2 separate regions of the Mus musculus genome follow, and region 1 is linked to region 2. Evidence: chromatin contacts called from public HiChIP or PLAC-seq data. All regions are on one chromosome and are shown on one strand. The core of a region is the stretch at or near the end of the contact, and the rest is flanking DNA. Distances in the headings are between cores, read along the strand shown. Region 1 holds the start of Nhej1 (non-homologous end joining factor 1). Region 2 holds the start of Inha (inhibin alpha).

What was found. HiChIP or PLAC-seq counts read pairs in DNA pulled down with a chosen protein or histone mark.
Region 1: a contact with region 2 is called in an H3K27ac HiChIP or PLAC-seq map of extraembryonic endoderm stem cells, with 2.2 times the contacts expected there. The contact joins the promoter of Nhej1 here to the promoter of Inha in region 2. A contact is called at or near these places in 3 of 39 promoter capture datasets (the 3T3-L1 cell line, 3T3-L1-derived adipocytes and pre-B cells), 2 of 115 datasets of contacts at active chromatin or transcription factors (embryonic stem cells and extraembryonic endoderm stem cells) and 1 of 9 other capture datasets (liver).

Annotation. Positions count from the first base shown.
Region 1 is chr1:75,123,816-75,126,869 of GRCm38.p6, forward strand. It overlaps Nhej1 (non-homologous end joining factor 1), which reads right to left and starts at 1,411. Exons shown (of 9, transcript NM_029342.4): 1 at 1,321-1,411. It overlaps Slc23a3 (solute carrier family 23 (nucleobase transporters), member 3), which reads right to left. Exons shown (of 12, transcript NM_194333.3): 11 at 2,527-2,622; 12 at 1,726-2,203. The coding sequence ends at 1,914.
Region 2 is chr1:75,505,477-75,508,358 of GRCm38.p6, forward strand. Inha (inhibin alpha) reads left to right here and starts at 1,601. Exons shown (of 2, transcript NM_010564.5): 1 at 1,601-2,042. The coding sequence starts at 1,772. Obsl1 (obscurin-like 1) reads right to left here and starts at 976. Exons shown (of 20, transcript NM_178884.5): 1 at 1-976. The coding sequence starts at 748.

The sequences.
Region 1 (3,054 bases), core at 161-2,660, 380 kb before region 2:
CATCTTGGTTCAAGTACATGCATTGTGTGATATCTATATGGGCTAAAATTGCCTAACAACACAGTTGTCAAAAAACATCTGGCCATTTCAAGTGACACAGGACTACATATATGGTGGTTATTTGCAGCCACCTTGAAACGCTGTGTGTGGAGATGGTTATTTGTATCCTGGGCTGTTCCAACAGGATAAACTGGTCTCAGAATGATTAAAGAGTCTTCACTGGGCAAGAGTTTACACTGGGAAAGATTAGACATACAAATGAAGTTGCCAAACCCTCTAATTTCCCTTATAGGCACATCCTGGCATGCACTCTGAAACTCACCAAAATTGAGCTTATTGGCCTAACTGGTTCCGAAGGTCAAAACCCACAAGTCGATGGTTTTGTCTGAATGGGAGGAAGCTGTTTTAATGTGGCCAGGGACAGCTGGCCCTATAAAAATGTCTAAACATCCAGTCTGGCTGCTCCTACCACTCAGCCTGGTCTTGAGGTAAGTATAACTCAGTGAGTCAGGCATGATGGGGCATGCCTGTAATCCTAGCACACAGGAGGCTGAGGCAGGAGGATCTTGATTTGGAAGCCAACCTGGACAACATAGCAAGAGACTTTCAAAACAAAACAAAGTGGTAGAACGGACTGGGGCCTGAGACTGTTCACAGCATGGAGGGAGAAGGAATCTAAGTCCTCTGGGGTTTGACTCCCCGCCCCACACTCCGCAAATTGGTCTTCCATGATCACGTTAACCAACCTCGCGGGTTTAATTTGTCTTTTAAAGGAGAGACTGTGAAGTTGCACGACATTCTACCACTCGGGTTCCTCTCCCAGGGATAGTTCCTAAAATACCCTGCAGGGGGCAGTAAGGTCCTACAGACCATCTGTCGAGCCCACGCCCTGTGCCACCAAAGAGGGCAAACCTTAGGCCCTGCCGCCAAAGGTCACACGCCCCGCCCTCGAGCGCCCTAGGCGTCCATCTGCCCCCCCAACCCCCGCTAGAACTTTGTCGCCCGCCTCTCATTTTTACAGCATCCGCTGCACACAGTTACGGCTCAGGGCCCCAAAGGGGAACAAAACTAATTCATCCCAGCGGGCCAAACACGAAGCCTGCTAAGGAGGGGCTTCACACGACACACTAAAAGGCAGAGGCCGAAAACGGACTGCGCGTGCGCAGGTCCGCCCACTCCGGGAGGTCCAAAGTCGGGCTGCGCGCGGTCCCTTCTGGGAAAAAGCGCCCGGGTCAGGGGCCACTGCACGAGTTTATCTTTGCTTTTCGGCGTCCGGACAGACCCAGATCTCGGCGCCGACACGAAACCAACCCCACCTACCGTCAACGGCTGCGGGAACTCCCACCCTCCTCAAGGCGGGCCTGTCCTGGTGCGCAAACTGAGAGGCCACCCCCCCACACACAACACACTCAGGAAGGCGGGGTCTTGGGTGTGGGCGGAGCCAGGGCCCTGGTGGGCGGGGCCCGAACCTCACTTGTTAACGCCACTCGCAACTCTGCTGCTTTCCTAATTCCTTTCCTGTTGCCCTAAGTTGAAACGAAATACTACTTCTCTCTTGCCTCTTCATCTTTTTTTTATCTGCTTTACATTTTAGTTACTTATTTAAATCTTAAATGCAGGGAGAGGGCAGGGACCCTGTCGTATTCATATCCGTGGATGTAGGACCTTGCTCATGGCAAAGAGTAAATATTTGAATGCTAGAGTTCATTCAAGAAGCCTTGACAGTTTACAGGCAGAAATCTCATTTATTCAGTTCCAACCCGCTAAACCATGGCCTCTGCTCAAGTCTTAAGAGGAGGAAAGGCAGCCCATTTTGCAAGTGGGCCACATCCACCTCCACTGGGACAAAGTATACAGACTCCAGCAAGGTGGCAGTTACTGCTAAACTAAGACAAAAATGGTGGTCTTGATGATTACTGGGACCTAACCCCTTCTCTGCTAGCTGTGGAGTACGATTCCCCAGAGTTAGGCAACAAGTCGGCTCTCTCTCCTGTTTTAGAGGATCCTCCTTCATCCCCAGAGTCTTCAGGCATTGGACAGAGGCAGTGGAGAGGCTGTGGGATGCAGGAACACAGGTTTCTGATGGGTAAAGGAAGCCCATACTCTTGAGCAGCTTTCCTCCTGGATTGCTGAAGCATTTGAATTTCTTGGGCAGTGAAAGAAGTTGGCAGCCTCTGACCTAAGCCTCTCTCAGCCCGTGTACCTGTAAAAGAGGGGTGATCAGGATGGAGAGATAGCTCTTAGGAGCTGGTACTGCTCTTACAGAGGACCCAAGTTCCAAGTCCCAGCACCCATGCCGGATGGCTCACAACTGCCCGAATCTCCAGGTCTGGGAGGATCTACCATCACTGATCTCTACATTTTATGAATGCAAATATCCAAAGACACACATACACACATATGCATAATTTAAAATGAAAATTAAGGTTTTTTTTTTAAGTGAAAAATAAGTAAAGGTCACTGCCCTGCCCAACCTAGGGAGTAGTGACTACCTAGCCACTCCCCTGGGACCTGGTCTCAACTTACCAGATATAGTGTTTTCTAGGAGAAAGCCCAGTAGACCAGCTAAGAAAATGGGTTCTGCCAGCAAAGAACGAAGAAACATATCCAGGGGGCTCCAGCCTACAAAGGGTTGGGGCCAGGCAGGAAGGTAACTGATACTGTCCCAGGCAATGAGTCTTCCCTTTCAGACGTAAACTGCATCTCAAACCAGGGACACATCTCACTAGGCTGCCATTCCATCCCATCTACCTTTTCCCTCTACACACTCCATTCCCCACACTCAGGCCCTGCCCAGATTCCTTTCTCAGCACCATGTTTTCTAAGCACCCACATTCCCTCCAGGTACCCTTTGTCCCAAGCTCCCTTCTGGGAAGTGTGACATTACAAAGCCCTAGTCTCTCCCACTTCTGACTTTCTCTGCTCTACCCTGGGCCTCTCAGTTTCAGTCCTACTAACACTTTGGACCAGATAATTTGGTTATAAGGAGCTGTCCACTGCATCAAAGAATGTTTAATAACCTCTCTAAACACTGAATCCCAATAACAATACTCT
Region 2 (2,882 bases), core at 351-2,850:
CTTTGAGCGGCTCCAACACGGGTTTGGGGTTCTCATCGGGATCCTGGGGCGGGCTCTCGCGGGGCTGGTGCACCTGGAGCAGCGCGCCCGCCTGCGCGTGGCCGTGCGCGTTGCGGGCGTGACACACGTACACCCCGGAATCGGGCAGCCGTGCCGCCAGGATGCGCAACGTCAGGCTCGCGCCCTCGTCACTCGCGCCGCGGCCGGGCTCCAGCTTGAAGTGGCTGCTGTCCCATACTTCGTCCAAGGCCATCCCATCCTTCTCCCAGTACAGCTTGGGCTCCGGAAGGCCTCCCACCTGGCACGTCAGCACCACCTCCTCCCCTCGCAGCACCCACTGGGACTGGGGCCCCGTCAGGAACTTCGGGGCGCCCTCCCCGGTGCCCGGTGTTGGCAGCGGACACTCGGAGGACTCGGGCTCCGGCTCGGGGGCCGGGGGTTCCAGCACGGTGACGGCGGCCGCCGCGTAGGCCTCTCCGGCCGCGTTGCGGGCGCGGCACACGTAGACCCCGGCGTCGGTGGGCAGCGCGCCGCTCAGCAGCAGGCCGTGCTCGGCGCCGTCCTCCGGAAAGCTTAGGCGCTCGGAGGCCACCAGCTGCTGCCCGCCTTTCTCCCACACGACAGTGGGCGGCGGCTCTCCCAGGACCACGCATTTGAGCTCGGCCTCCGCTCCACTTACCACCCGCACGGGCCGCGGGAAGCGTAGGAAACACGGGGGGCTCCCCTGATCCCCTGATCCGGCCTTCATTGCGGCCGCTGCAGATGGCTCGCCTGGGCGCGCGGGAAGGCCGGGAGCCGAGACCAGGGCGTGGCGGAGCGGGCGCCGGGACCGGTGGGACTCCTGTGACCGCTCGCCTCTTTACCCTGGACCCTGGCCGCAGCCCTGCTACGCGGCAATTCCCGGGCCGGGAGCCCAGAGCTCAGGGGGCTGTCCTTCCTGTTTGCCTGCTCAGCGAGGGGCCCTACAGCCTAGACTGCCCGCGGCCGGGCTTCCTGCTCTTGGGAGTCTCTCTTTCCAGCCCCCTCCCACAGCCTGGGCCTCTTTCTCCTCCCTCCCTCCCACCTCCGGCCTCCAGGTCTCCAACTGCGGGCCTGGCTTGGGCTTGAGTGACTTTGTCGCCTGCAGCTGCCAATCCCAAAAATATTCTCTGATGACACAGCTGGAGGACAAGAGCTCAGACTGGCTCCTCCAGGCTAAGTATAGAGCAGGCGGGACCACCTGCCCTCGGCCCAGAGCCTCAACCCTAGGTCTACCCTCCCACGTTGGCCTAGCAGCTGCTAGGATTGAAAAGAGCGCCAGAAAGTCTGAGGGGGGTGGTGCATTCTGTCCTTCTGACAAATGATTTGATGACTGGTCAACCTTAAGCACCCAGGCACCTGTGGTACCTGATGTAGATTCTATGTGTGTGTGTGTGTGTGTGTGTGTGTGTGTGTGTGTGTGTGTGTGTGTGTATTTGAGGAGTGGGTTGTATGCTTGCCTGAATGGGTCAGGTCACTTGGGGTGAATACCCATCACAGCCCCTTCCCCCACATTCTTGGCGGGAGTGGGAGATAAGGCTCAGGGCCACAGACATCTGCGTCAGAGATAGGAGGTCTCAATGCCATGGGCAGGGGCGACTGGGACTGTGGGGCGTGGGAAGGACTGGGGGAGACTGGGGTGAGAAGGGTAGAAGAAGGCCAGCAGTGGGATGGGGAGGGGACAGTGGGGAGGTCCTAGACAGAAAGGGCACAGGGCAGCGTGTGGGTTCCCTGTCATCAGGGCAAGTGAACTATGGTGAGCCAGCGGTCTCTGCTGCTCCTTTTGCTGTTGACCCTACGGGATGTGGACAGCTGCCAGGGACCCGAACTTGTCCGGGAGCTCGTCCTGGCCAAGGTGAAGGCTCTATTCCTAGATGCCTTGGGGCCCCCAGCAATGGATGGGGAAGGTGGGGATCCTGGAATAAGGCGTCTGCCTCGAAGACATGCCGTTGGGGGTTTCATGCACAGGACCTCTGAACCAGAGGAGGAAGATGTCTCCCAGGCTATCCTTTTCCCAGCTACAGGTAATGAAGTTGGGGATTGGCAGGTCAACTTTGAAGAGTAGCCGGTACCTACTTCATGGGCTTGGGAATCAGGCAGCTCTGGGTATGAATGGCAGCCCCACAACTCAGCTGGCTTTGCGGCAAGGGGCCAGTTCCTAAGCCCCTCTGATCGACATCAAACAGGTGGTAGCCTCTACCTCAACATCAGATAGGTGGTAGCCTCTACTTCTCAAGCGGGACTGATCCAGTGAGCCTAGCATGCCTGGAATACAAAAGGGGAAGCTAAGGCTCTGTAGAGACAGCTTCTGTTGCTGCCTGTGGTCTGTCCTGCGTTTTGTGCCCCCTACTCTCCCCAAGCCCCATCTGGCTCACTCTGAGGTCTCCTCGCTTCCCTGCCTTCATCTCCAGGCAGCGTAGTAGTAGTACCGAAAGTATGGATTTCATATCAAGTGGAATCCCAGTCTTGCCACTTACTAGCTGACTGTCAGCCGCCTCAGTGTCTTGTCTTGAGAATGGATCAGTTGTTAGAATTTGTAACGCGAGGGACTGTGTTCTAGTACGGCCCCAATTGCAGTCTTGACTACAGCTGGCCCATAATATTTCCCATAGTCTGTGTCCACTGGACCAGAAATGGCAGCTACACTTCCCTGGGAAGGGCTGACCTCTGCTCTCTTCTCCTTTCCCTTCCATTCTTTCTCTTTTCCTCCTCCTCTGTCTTCGTTAGTTTATGCATATGCCTGGAAATGCGGGGAGGTCAGAGGTTGACCCTGAACATCTTCCTTAGTCACTCTCCACCATTGTTTTTGAGTCAGTCTCTCACTGAACCAGGACCTCACTAATTAGTTAGCCTGACGGGTGTCT